Regions from separate parts of the Mus musculus genome. Here region 1 is linked to region 2. Evidence: chromatin contacts called from public Hi-C data. All regions are on one chromosome and are shown on one strand. The core of a region is the stretch at or near the end of the contact, and the rest is flanking DNA. Distances in the headings are between cores, read along the strand shown.

What was found. A called contact is a pair of places that touch in the nucleus more often than the background predicts.
Region 1: a contact with region 2 is called in a Hi-C map of the N1E-115 cell line, with 4 times the contacts expected there. The contact joins two enhancer-like sites. A contact is called at or near these places in 1 of 484 Hi-C or Micro-C datasets (the N1E-115 cell line), 1 of 115 datasets of contacts at active chromatin or transcription factors (large pre-B cells) and 2 of 9 other capture datasets (embryonic stem cells and embryonic tail).

Annotation. Positions count from the first base shown.
Region 1 is chr2:146,320,697-146,327,638 of GRCm38.p6, reverse strand. It overlaps Ralgapa2 (Ral GTPase activating protein, alpha subunit 2 (catalytic)), which reads left to right. Exons shown (of 41, transcript NM_001033348.3): 37 at 103-261. Among named protein-coding and RNA genes, the nearest start is that of A930019D19Rik, 65 kb to the right of the region's middle. Within about 2 kb of position 2,553, at least 56 of the 459 cell types and tissues checked have an H3K27ac peak or open chromatin away from gene starts, as enhancers often do. A contact at or near this core is called in the N1E-115 cell line, where this site is marked.
Region 2 is chr2:146,048,426-146,055,162 of GRCm38.p6, reverse strand. The region is part of intron 17 of Cfap61 (cilia and flagella associated protein 61); the gene reads right to left. Among named protein-coding and RNA genes, the nearest start is that of Gm34629, 48 kb to the left of the region's middle. Within about 2 kb of position 4,877, at least 9 of the 459 cell types and tissues checked have an H3K27ac peak or open chromatin away from gene starts, as enhancers often do. A contact at or near this core is called in the N1E-115 cell line, where this site is marked.

The DNA.
Region 1 (6,942 bases), core at 1,304-3,803, 270 kb before region 2:
ATATTTTTGGCCTCTGAGTTTTCTAATTCAATTTGTAAGCCACAGCCCCTCATAAACTGTTGTTAGCACCTCAGTTAATAAAGAGCCAATTTGCTGTTGCAGCTCCGTCACCTGGGGAATGATGAGGTCCACATCGTCTGGTCTGAACACTCCAGGGACTACCGCAGGGGTATTATCCCAACAGCCTTTGGAGACGTTTCCATCATTATTTACCCAATGAAGAATCATATGTTCTTTATCACGATAACGAAGAAGCCTGAGGTACGCTTTCTCCATTGTCACCCAGACCCCTTCATTTGCTATTGGAATCACAGTCCTCAAAAACCCTGATAAATGTTACAGATAACTGTATGTGCTAAATGGGAATTTAATACAAACTGTGATATTCAAAAAAACTCTAATCATAAGCACAAAATTCCATTTTGTATTATTTGAAAATTATGTTAGAAAAATATATGGATTTTTAAGTAATTTTAATGTTTTAAAGTATTATAATTTTAAGGATATTATAATTTTTAACTGGGGCACATTATTAATAATAGTAAGAATTGATGGAACTCCATTTTCACTTAGTATTTGGGGAAAACCATGGGTCTACAATCCAGCTTTGTCTGACAGATGAGCATTGGTCACTGAGCCCTGACTGGTGCTGATTGCAGTCAATCCTGAAGGATTCTGGACATGTCCACAAAGACACTGGTGCCCTGAAGCAAAGCACACATGATGAGTATTAACAATCAAAGCACCTTGCTAGAGAATCAATTCAGCCATGTCAATTGGTATTGACCATGGGGCTGGCTGGAACAATCCAATGGTCTGTGTCCTGTGTACTAATCAGCTGCAGCTTGCGTCCTCATCATGCCTCTACTGGTATTTTAATCCTGCTGCTCTGTATTGACATATTGTGTTTTTAACTCATTAAGAAGAGTCTTCTTAGCTTTGAAATTAAATATATTAAGCATATAGGCCTTTCTTTAAGGGAAAAAAAAAAAAGACTTGTTTCCAGCCTGATAGTAAATATAATATTTCTGTACATCTCAGAATCACTCTCCCGGAGGAGCTCAGTGTTATTCTGCTGATTGTTCTTAAGCTTTAAAAAGCAGGTCATGAGGTTTGCTGTTCTAATTCGGATTTGTAACCTAAAGTGTTACATTCGCATTAAACGTGCTAATAAGTGGAAAAGTGCTTCAGATATTGCCTGGCACCTGGGTAAAAGCTGTTTCCATGTTAGCCATTGTTGCAGTTATGGTTGCTATCAGGATTTTTTATATATAGTTACGATCATAGTAAAATCAGTAGAGTTCTAAGTTTAATGTATATATTAACTCTCCAATATATAGGCTCTCTCAATCTAGGAAAACCTCATAAAATAAAAGACAAAAGATGTCAGAATTTATATTAGATATTGTGTTCCTTTGATTCAGACTCCTGTGTATGGCATGTTTTCAGCTTTGTGCTGTAAGTTAATGGCTCAGTGCTAACATCTGCGTTTGTCTATGAAGACAGAATTATGTATAAGAATTAAAGTGATAATTTTAATCTTAAAGAGTAATAGTTTTAGTACTTTTAGCTTTCAAATTTTTTTTAAAAAAATTCGTTTATAAGTAGTGTGGAGCTAGTTTTACTAGGTCATCTTCAGGATAGTCCTCTAAAATGTCAGAATGTCCTTTAAGTGTCCCCTTTACTTTTAAAGTGAATGAAGACCATGAAAAGCATTTCATTTCACTCTGCTGTGTCAAAAGTGACATTTCTCAACATAGCATGAGATGCATAAAATGTTATTTATATACTTTTAAATTTTTCCTACAAAAATGTTTAAACTTGAATAAACTTGGTAATTAATTTTGACAAGATGAATTCGGAAAATTGGTTTCTTAATATTTTAACTCAAAAAAAGCCTAAAGTGAAAAGAGAATAATGGGAAACTGAAAACTTAGTGTTGTCCCTACATTTAAAGTTACAAACCATTACAATGTAATAAAATTAATCCAGACATTTCCAGGGCAAGTGTAGCTGACCTTTTGTTCACCAACCACTGACCCCAGGGTGAATGCAAGAGGCTTTCGGAGGGAAAGTCTGTTTGTTTGGCTTCAGTCCCTGGTATTTAAATTGCATTCCCTAATCAAATGAAAAGGCTGTCCTCTCTATCAGGTTACAGAATCCATGGCAACATTTGGCCTTTTATATCCATAATGTTAGCCTTTTTGTTTGCATCTAAGTAGAGACACCTGGAGCAATGCTAACATTAACCGATTTAGCATTAATAGCTTCATTATATAAGAATTTCTGATCAGATAGCTGTTACTTTTGTTATATTGCTTCAGCTTGTATTGTTGTCATTTTTTATCTCCTTGCTTGGCAACCAGGCAATGATTTGCAAATTTTTTTTGTCTTGATTAATTAAGCAATATAATTATCAGTAACCGTGATGCAGTCTTTGCTCAACAAAGCTTCTGAGAGAAAACAATGGTAAGTCTGTTAGTATGAATGCATTCCACGCGTCCCAGATGCATGAGGATATTATGGACAATGAGGGGAAAGGCCGCCTGTGAGCGAGGACAAAGGGTGCCACGCAGACTCGACACACTGCACATACCGCCAGGGACATGCTGCGGGCTCCCTGGGACACAGACGCCTCGTTAGATTACAGCTAGTCAGCAGAGATTAATTCTCAGCCATTTGGCGCAATAATTTACCCATTTCCCAGTCTTTTAACTAGTGTTCCTTACCGTGGAACTGAAGGCTTTGTACTCAAAGGTTTTCTTAACCTTGTCCACTTTTAGGAATCTCCACAAAAATCATTATTTGTCCTTAGAGATTGTAGTAATACAGCTGCTTGAGTTGAAGACTGTTCCTTTAGAAGACAGAAGCTGCGTGTATTTCAGAGACTGCAGGTGGAATCAGCAGCAGGCTTTTCCCACCTGTGTATTTCATATGAATAGAGTGGGACTCTGTGGCCAAATACATTTATCTTACTCATTTCTGGGTAGCCATACTCCTCTAAGAATCATTTTAATCCCTTTTAGGAGAGGGAAAAAACTCATCAGAACACAAAAGTCCTGCTCATTGGATGGAGTCATGCATATTCAAATTGTACTTTCATTCACTTGGCCTCATTAATAGCCTATGTGATAATGTGGGGCTATTTGTAATACAAGCTCACAGGCAGCATTACTTCCAAGTCCTTTGAAATTTAACATATTTCGCTTTTTCATTCCATACACCCCCCCCTAAATATACAAATTATGTGACTGGCAAAGTCCGCCCCTTCTTAATAATGCCCCACATTTGTAAAATGCTACATTGGAGAAGCATGGTGTGCTTGTTGTGAGGGCACAAAATCCTCATGGCTGAGAGAGTCTGCTCACTTCACAAACATTGTATTGAACCTCTGCCTTTTTCTTTAAAAAGCAGTGTGCTTTGCAGCATTATTTCATTGTTAAAGTGATTTCCAAATAAGTCCATTCCCATCTCCATAAATATTGACACAATAAAGTTATGATCATAGAAAAGAGATGCATAATTATCAGACTTAAATTTTTTTTGCCTACTTTTATCTGTTAGCCATTCATGAAAGACTTGTCACAAGACAGTAAAGTGAGTGACCTAAAGGGTATGCAGAGCCCATTGTCTTGCCTTTTCTTAAGTTATCCTGACCATCCGGAGGGTGCTGTTAAGCCAGTGTCTGGCTCACATGTAGCTGGTGTGCGGGATGGAGATGCATGAGTGCATACAGATGTGTAGGAATGGATCCTTCTTCTGGGTGATGCCTCGCTCAGGACCTCTGTCTGGAGCAAGCACCTCGAAAATGCCAGTCAAAAGTTTAATGTGCCAGAAGTCACAGGAGCATTTAAGCTCATAAGACTAAGAAGAGGCCAGCTTGGACATCTATGCTTTTGCAAGGAAGTGTTTTAACCCTGCTGGAGTTCCCCCATTATACAGGAAGCGTGTTTGCCTTTGCTGTGTGGTTTTGTAAATTTATCTTGGTTTCACATTATAATTTTCTTTAATATTTATCCCAGCTAAACAACCCTTTGGCGATTCAGTCATGTACCTTAAATATTCTGGAGAATTCTCAATGAAGCAAATTAACTTTAGAAAATACTGAGTCATTTACTTAGAAAAGATCATTGAAAATACCAAAGAAATAGATTTTATTAAACTAACTTATGTGGATTGCTGCAATGTGTTCTGCTTGTGTTATTAACATTGATTTTAGAACTATGTCAAGAGGCAGCTGCTTGCAGGTATTGTTTTGAAATCAAACTTGCTAATACACAGGCACTGCTAAATAGAGGAATTTCCTAGATACTATGGATTTATATTATCACTTTTGTTCAGTTTTTGAAAGATTGAGTCACCCACAAGCAGATGTCAAAGAATAAAGAACATTTGTTTTACAAAAGGACCTTGAGAACAGACAGAAGAAAACCTGAAGCAGCACTGTATACTATTAGGAACTTAGCTCCTACCTCACAGGAACTTGGCTTTTGAGATCTGCTTTTCAACAGAATTTCTTTAAAAGTTGGCACCATTTCCCTGCTTCTGTCTTAGTCCTCCACACATCTGTCTTCCTCCTGTGGATTTGTCTTCTCTCCTTTGCTGAATATATACCAGATAGCAAACTGCAGGCCAGGCTTTGTGCCCGGAAGCAAGGTGGCTCTCATTCTCTACTCTTGAGTAGACACAACAGGAAGGAAACAGGCCACACTCCAGGCTCCTCAGGCAGCTTCCTAAGGCCCTGCACTCGAGTGCACATCTGCTGGCCAGTTTGCCCAATGTTGGAGTGTGCTGGGTTCCACTGTGGAAGGAAACACAGCCCACTGCCAAAGAGGTGTATTTCCTGGGCCAAACTGAAAGTTTAGGACCTTGCTTTTTGTTTTGTTTTGTTTTGTTTTTATTTCTCTTCCTTTTGTATAAAGCATGTAAGAAAGAACACTTCTATTTTTTTTTTTCTTTTTGAGGCAGAATCTCACAGAATCTTCCTGCCTCTGCCTCCTAAGTGCTGAATGGAAGGTATATGCTACCACACCTGGCCAATAACACTTACTTATTTTAAAAAAGTAAGTTATAGATGAACTTTCAAAGCATATTACTAAAGATAGTAGGAAATTGTTCCTACAGCTCTTTTTCTTACTTTGCTTGTTTTTTTATTTTTATTTTTCTTCTGATGTCTGGTCTAGCAATGTGGAAATAGGTAGTAAGGACATAAATAAGTGGCTGGGTAAATAAGTTTCCCAGTAGGAATGGGTGTCATAAAGCAGAGGAGACAGTGAAGGGATGAGGGGTACCGCAGTTTCTTTAGTTCACATAAATACCAAAGTACACCTGGGTAGAGGCCAAAAAACAAACAGGAAGTCTTGAAAGAAGCCTCAGAGAAACAGGGAACTACAGAGACACAGACAGTAATATCACATAGGATTTCTCTTCAGAAACCATGTTATCAAGAAGAGACAAGTTGTGCACTCAGAGTGATGAAAGAAAATACTACCCAGAATTCTCCACCTATGGAAATAACCCTTCAAAAGTAGAGAGTTCCTCAACCAAATGGCAACAGTGTTTGAGAGAATTCGTGGCCCATAGCTTATCTTGCATTTAATGTTAAATCCTTCCAATAGAAGGGGAAAATAGGGGGCACTTTGTCAGTAGAGTGCTTGTTACATAAACATGGGGACCTAAGTTCAGCATGATAGAGACAGGAGGCTCTCTGGAGCTCCCTGGGTAACCAGCATGGCTGAGTCATCGAGCTGCAGGGTCTGTGAGAGACTCTGTTTCAAAACAAAACTGTGAGAGAGAAAGTGAGTGCTGACGGCATACATTGGCCTCTGGCCTTCATACCCAAACACCACTGCATACACAAGAAGATACATGGCGTCTCGATAAAAACAAGAGCTTTAAAGAAGGAATCAGTGAAGGTAAAATGAAATGCACACTATGTTCCTCATAATAATAGCAACAATAATTCTAAGAGATAGATAGCAACAGTAATGTAAGGATTGAGCCCAGGGATTGGGAATGGTCCCTGTACTACCTAAGAAGGGGACATTTTGGCTAGTTATAAAAGCATTTAAAACTTGGGGCAACCTCTAAAAAGTGTTTAAAATATGAATTGTAATTGATATGATAAATGAGAAGAAAAATAGAATCATAAAAATAGTCAGATAAAATCATAGAAGACAAAAGTAGAAAACCAAAAAATGAAAAATAAAATAAAATGACTTATATTAATATAACACTTGATAATTTTCTTTCATAATTAGTGTTCTAAATATATGAGTTAAAAAGTAAGACAGCCCCGCCAGGCAGTGGTAGCACACACCTTCGATCCCAGCACTTGGGAGGCAGAGGCAGCCGGATTTCTGAGTTTGAGGCCAGCCTGGTATACAGAGTGAGTTCTAGGACAGCCAAGAGAAACCCTGTCTCAAAAACAAACAAACAAACAAAAAAAGTAAGACAGGCTGGAAGTGTAGATCAGTCATAGAGTACAATGCCCTAGGTTCATCTTCGCAATAGAAACAAAATACAGGCACTGTCAAAGTGCATAAAAAAAGAAGGAAATAATGCCCACAAGTCACCTACCAACCTACCAAAAACCTTGAAATAAAGGCAAATGAAGGATAGACCACTCATCAGAAGAAAGGTAAGCTAACAATGTCAGTCAACTTCAGAGCAATAAAAGTGATCAGGTGTAAAGGGAATATTGCATAGTGATTCCTGTGGATGGAGAGGCTCTCTCTGTTATCATAGTTAAGCTGAGACCCAGTGGAGCAGGTGTTTCAGCCCATCAAGTAGGAAGCAGAGAGGGCAAAGTCCTGAGTCAGACCTGACTTTTGAGAGCAAGGAAAGAAAGATAACCTATATGGCCATCGTCAAAGAAGCAAGAAGAGTGCTGGCAGCCGTGCAGAACCTCCTGGGTCACAATTGAGTCTAGACCAATATTCT
Region 2 (6,737 bases), core at 3,628-6,127:
GTGATATACTGTTCCCATTTTTTTTAATTAAATCAAAACAACAACAAACAAACAAACAAATAACAACAACAACAGAAAAAGAAGAGGGATCTAAGCTGTGGACCAAACGCATTTAAAGCTCTCACTCAGCCTAATAATGTTGAAGGACTGGTGCTAGAGATGCACCTGAGCAGGTAAGAACACTCACTACTCTCCCAGAGGCTTAAGACCCCAGCACCTACATCAGATGTCTCTCACATGCCTGTAAACCCAGGTTCAGAGATGCCAGGGCCTCCCTCTAGCCTCTGTCGAAATGTGCACACATGTGACATATACTGAACATACATTTTTAAAAATCCTTTTCAAAACATGTCAGAGGAGGAATATTTAAAAAGATCTTCCTGGATTTCTGGAGAGTTCCAATAGTATATATTGGCTTCTTCTATGTCTGGAGACCCCAGACACCATCTTGCAGAGAAAAGATGGGATGGCCCTACATTTAGCCTCAAATTACAGAAAGCCTTCCAGAGCTTCACCTCAGGACCCTGTAGTGAAATTATCCATTGGCTGGATATGACAGGCCAGTCTTTATCCTGTACTGGTGAAAGATGCCAGTCCCCAGAGGATGAGCCTTGATTAAGGTCCTTCCTTGTAGGACCACTGCAAGGAGCAGAGATAGCTTCGGTGCCAATGCCTGGGAATACATGTGTGCTGGCCTCAGCACTGGGGTTTCTGAAGAAACTCACTAACACACCACAGGGAGGGGAGTCCAACCCACGCAGTGGGGCTGTCCTCTCCCAGCCCCATCCATTTTCAGAAGAGTAAGAAGTAGTTCTAAATTCCTAAAGAGAAATAAACTGACGGGCTTAAAATAATGATAATAATAAAACTGCCAGCTAAAAGTTAAAGCGGGAGTGGGGAGAGGCCTGGTGAAAGAGGAGCCTCCTGGTCTCTGGCTTCAGCAGCAGGGCAGGGAGGCTGGCTGACCTTTGCATAGAAATCAAGTTTCTGACATTACATAAGACAAAATTAGAGGGGGTTTATAGAATTATAATCATGTGTTGTGAATTGAAGTGGCCCACAGAGCTTTAATAAGCTAAAATTGACCAGAAAAGTCACGGACTTGACCACTTTGTGTCTGGGTTCAGACACAGAGAGCATGCTCGCACTCAACAGGAAACAAGATCAAACAGCTCTGTGACCGTTCCCACAAGTCCTGAGGGCCCCATGCTCACTTCATTCCCCAAACACCTCACCTCACCTCAGGTTTCTCGCTCAAACTCGTGTGAGGGTCATGAAGAAGACCGTGCTCCTTCATCAGGGGCAGGGCCAGCTCCCATCAGTGGAGGACTGCTTGGCTGTGCCAAACAGCTAGGTGATACAGGAAGACAGCCACAACAGATTGAGGGAAAAGACGTGTCTCAAGGCGCCCTGAAACCCACAGTCAACTGGGGCGCGTACTCATGCGCACATGCTCACTCACACGACGCTCGCCCATCGGTGGTGGTGAATGGGTTTGTGTGTGCTTGAGAAGGCGTGTGGTGGGGGAGGATGAGCACACGTGCACATAAAAGCCAGGTGTCACCCTCAGGTGTCACTTCTCTGGCACACTCACCTCATTTTGCTTCTTTGTTTGTTTTTTAACAGGGACTTTTTCCCCACTGGAACCTGGAACTCAAGGATTAAGCTAGACTCCCTGCCTGGCCAGAGAGCCCCCCAGAGATCTGTCTCCCTAAAACTCAGATACAAGCGCACGCCATCATACCTGGCTTTTGTATGAGCTCGGAAGATTGAACTTAGATACTCATGCTTGAATGCATGTACTTGACTGTACCGTGTCCTCGGCCCCTCAACACCACAGTATTTACACAGAGTGGCCAATTAGAGACAGTGGGGTGCTGGGGCTGGTTTTGTCTATTTCTTCTTTCCAGAAACCTGTACTGAGTTTTTTGTCATGATATTTTCTTTGTATCTGTAGCTCTAATCACCCCCTTTGCCATTTTACTGCACCTCGTATTTTAAGATACCCAAAGTCAAGCCAGCAGTAGGCATTGACAATCTTTACCTCCCCAAGAGCAAACTCTAAAGAAGCCACTGGGACACAAAGACCAGCTCTGGCCTGAAAGCATCATATAGATGCCCTCTCTGCCTCCCTCTTGGGTTCATATGGATATCTGCAGCCCAGTCTCCCCTAAATGCTGCTTCGAGATCAAAGGAAGCCTGTGTCTGGGTGGATAGATCAGGTACAGGCAGGAGAAAGTGGATTTTAACAATATTTCTGCTTTAAAAACACAGTAACTGAAACTTCATGAGCTGCACAGTCTCCCGTGTATGAATGAAGCTTTCTCAGAGTACCAGAAAAAATGTCAGGTACACTCCATTTCCCTGTTCTTAAGAGGAACAGCATTTTACTATTTCGTAGACAGAATGCTAGATCTAATCTAAAAATGAGAGATTGCAAAATGGAGCAGTCTCTGGGAAGACCCAGCAATTCCACTTCCAAGCTATACAGTGAAATGAACAGATAGACACACACACACACAAAGTACGTGAATTTTCATAGCATAGTTATTCACCAAAAGTGGACACAATTCAAATTTTCAACAGCTGAATAAAAACAGAATATGACATTATCCATACAATATAATATTTAGCAGTAAAGAGGAATAAAGTATAGACACGTGCTACCGCATGGGTGCCCTCATGAGTGAAAGAAGCTGTTCACCAAGTATCATGTGTTGTATGAAATATCCCAAACGGGCAAGTTCAAGGGACTGAAAGTAGGTGGTTGATAGAGATTCCAAGTAGGAGCAAGGATAAGAGAGAAAATACTAAAAATGTAGGCAGTGGTGATGGTTTTGTAATTCCATGAATGTACTAAACTGTGGCTTGTAAGGTATTTCAGTGACTGATCTCAGTTATCACCTGGGAGATGGGCCTCTGGACATGCCTGTGGGGACTTTTTTGGATAAGGTTAACTGAGGTGGGAAGACCTCCCCATTCTGAGTGGTACCATTTCCTTGGCTGAGATTCTGGACTAAATAAAAAAGGAAAAGTGAGATGAACACAGGTGCTCATTACAATTGCTTCTTGGTTGAATATGCAATGTAGCCAGCTGCCTGCAGCTCCCATGGCTATGACTTCCCCTTCATGACAGACGTGCAATGGAAAAGTAACCAAGACATACATGTGTGTGTGTGTGTGTGTGTGTGTGTGTGTGTGTGTGTGTGTGTGTCTGTGTGTGTCTGTGTCTCTGTGTCTCTGTGTGTGTGTAGATCTACATTCTATTTCTTGAACTTACCTTTTATTTATATCACACTAAAGTTTTGTCGAAGGGTGACTGAACCACTTATTCTGTGAAATGATGAGATTTGATGCTAGTTGGTAACGCTCCTGAGATACTAAAAATCGGTTTCACAACTTATTCTCATCCTTTTGCCATCCTCTCATGGCCTAACTCCTAAATACCACCCAGCATTTGTCAGTTGTGCCGCTAGCTCCTCAAGTAAACCATCAGGCACTCCTGTGATAGGCTAAGAACACTGCTGAGCACCATTCAATATAGAGCTGAATCTTGAGAAGTTTGTAATATAACCACCATATGGGATCATATTTTTCTTCTTTCCATAGCAGCTGCCACCACAATTCTGAAAGGCTTGTAACAGCATGCTGATACAACACAGAGGGAATTATAGACACCCTCCATCTATTGATGTCTCAAAACAGGCCTAGCACACCAGTCTGGCCCAGATGTCTGCTTCTCCGCAGCCTCCTCAGCCAGAGTTAGGCTGGTGCGGGATTGACACTAAGAGCAGAAACCGGCTAGAGTTGGGGGTGGGGGGTCCTGGCAAGTCTGTGGATCACATTTTTGATTAAGTGGCTGGTGTTAAAGATGTGAGGGATTAAAAAAGTTTAGTGTCAAGCTGTCTACTTTCTGTTTGCTAGTTTCCTAGAATGGCCGTGGCGTCAGATTTACACGTTAGTTAATAAACTCTGCAAGTCATGGCTAAGAGTGAGTTTAGGCAATTAGCTGCCTGGTGGGAAGATCTGTCAATAAACCAGCCTTTGAACAAGTCACCCCCACCCGACACACACACACACCCCTCTATGAGGAAGATGGTCACAACAGTAAGTGCTGGTGTGACAGGTACATAAGATGGGTTCACAGGAAACCACCAACCAGATCTCAGCAAACAGTAACCACAGGAGGGATGCCCAGCATCACTGTCTGAGGGAAAAGACTTGTGAGAGTCATGAGGACAAACCTCGGATCTAAAAGCCATTCTGATACCTGCATACACACAGCACGTTATATTTAACTAAGGAGTGTCAGAGCATTGGGGAAAATGACACAGAAGGTATATTATTTGAGAAAAAAAGAGCCCATGAAGGAATTTACACAAATTTCTCTACAATTCATAGAGGAAAGGGTTCCCCGCCATTCTAAGGAAACGTATTTCCCAGGAGTAGCATGAATGTGTAGGAAGAGGCTGAGAACAGGGCTGGAAAAGCCAACTAGACCCCTGTAGTGACTGAAAGTAGGTTTGTTTCATGTCCAGGAAACTTCACTGTGGTGATATTAATAAGGATCAATGCATAGATGGTGCTGAAAACCACAGGTTTACAATTTTAGAATCATCTCCTCAGGAGATAATAAAAAACTGTGGATTTTGGTTGGCTGGTTGGTTGGTTGGTTTCTTTGTTTGATTGTTTAAAAAAAATACTACATACTTCAACCACTACTATGACTAAGGGAAGTCTGACTACTGTCAGTGAAAGTCACCACGTTTAAGGAAGGGACTGGGAAACAATTACTCTGGGGAAAACCTAGCAGGTGCTGGGAGAATAATGCAATTTCCCAAGGCAGCAGATGCCCAAGTGCAACAGGATCCAGTAACCGTCCATCAGATGGTAATTATAGCTGGACTGGGGAAGAGCAGCCCAGATAAAAAGGGGCAATTCAAAGGGTAACTGAATGCCAGCCAGTGACATCTTTCTGAGATCACGTACCAGGAAAGGGTGGGCCAACACTTAGCTCTGGGGGTGGGGGGTTAGATACACTGCTGTTTTTTCTTGTACAAGGACAAAAGGAGATGTGGAGAAAACAAACACAGAGAAATGGAGGCCCCTAAAGAAGTTAGTTCAGATTTCAGCAGACTGTCATTACAACCAGAAGGGAAAAAAATAATAATAATAACATCGGCGCTGAACGCTCTGAAAGCATGGTTTCTCAGATGGGGATGAGAGCATACCTTCATTCTGTGACCACTCTAAATCAGGACAAAGACTATAATTAGAATAGACCATGAGAGCTCTTGTGAATGATAAACACAGTGGATTCCAAGGCGAATTTCTGGAGTTTAGCATTATAAATAATTGTTAACCGTCACAAGAGGAAGCTCAGGAAGCGCAGACACTCCAGGAACTCTACAGACAGGTCTCTACAAACTCTACAGGTCCAATCCTAGCTAGCGAGTCGCAGCTCCTACTATTCTTCCCCCTCCCTCATCCACCGCCATTAACTCTGTAAGTAAGGGGCTGGGCAGATGGCTTTACAGAGGACCTGGGTTCATTCCCCCAGTACCCCCACATGTAGGCTCCCAACTGTTTCTAAGTCCAGCTCCAGGGGATCCAGCACTCTCTTCTGGCCTTTGAAGGTACTGCAAGCATATGGTACACAGACATACATGAAGGCAAAATACCCAAATGCATGAAAGTTAAACAAAAAATTGATATATTGCCAGGTGGTGGTGGTACACGCCTTTAATCCCAGCACTTGGGAGGCAGAGGCAGGCAGATTTCTGAGTTCGAGACCAGCCTAGTTTATAAAGTGAGTTCCAGGACAGCCAGGGCTAAACAGAGAAACCCTGTCTCAAAAAAACAAAAAACAAACCAAAAAATTGATATATTGTTAAATATACTGGCAGCTTTCCCAAGAGCAGTGACAGTAACAAAGTCAACTCAAAATCCCTCTAGGGTACAGACAGGAAAGAAAAAAATGCCTTCTCCACAGACCTCCAAAGTAGGAGAAAGGCAACTTGCCCAATCTTTAATTGGTTTGTCTGCACAACGAACTCAGGCAGATAGAGAGTATTTCTCAGGATTACAGTGCTATGGTAAGCTATGGCGACCCATCTAAATGAAAGTTTGTGACAATAGCTCAGAACGTAAATGCACACGCCAAGATGGCTCATTCAAACTGGATGAGAATCTTCCAAGTCTACTGTGTGGATTATGGCCTTGACCAGGAAAGGCCTCTCTCTTACCCATGAGTTCCTAATGGTCAACTATAGAGTTATTATTGTGACTCTTGGGGGCCAACTTCTAGGTGTGATGAAGATGAAGGCATTGAGGTGCTTTCCTATGGTCTGCTCTGGAGTGAGCTGTCTATTAATAGAAGCCACTGGGAAGGTGCATACCCAAATAAGGCAGAAGCTCTATGGCCTCAGGGTGGGGAAGGGTAGACTCGGAGGGGAGGGAGAGCGCACATTGCCTTCCCACACAGTGATGAATCCGAATCACCGCTGTCTTGTGCCAGGTTCAAATTGGCAACCCACGGAGATGAAAGGCATTCTATCCCATTACTCATGCCTGGGGTGATCTGTCCCCTTGAAGATTGGCTTCCTAGGTGAAAGCGAGGGACCGACAGCTACTCAGAGATGCTCTAAGCAGGATAAAAGGCATGAAAAGCAAGTGGCTGGAGAGAAAAGACAGCAGTAATGCGTGGAAGCTGATGCACGTGGCCAAGGGATGTGAGG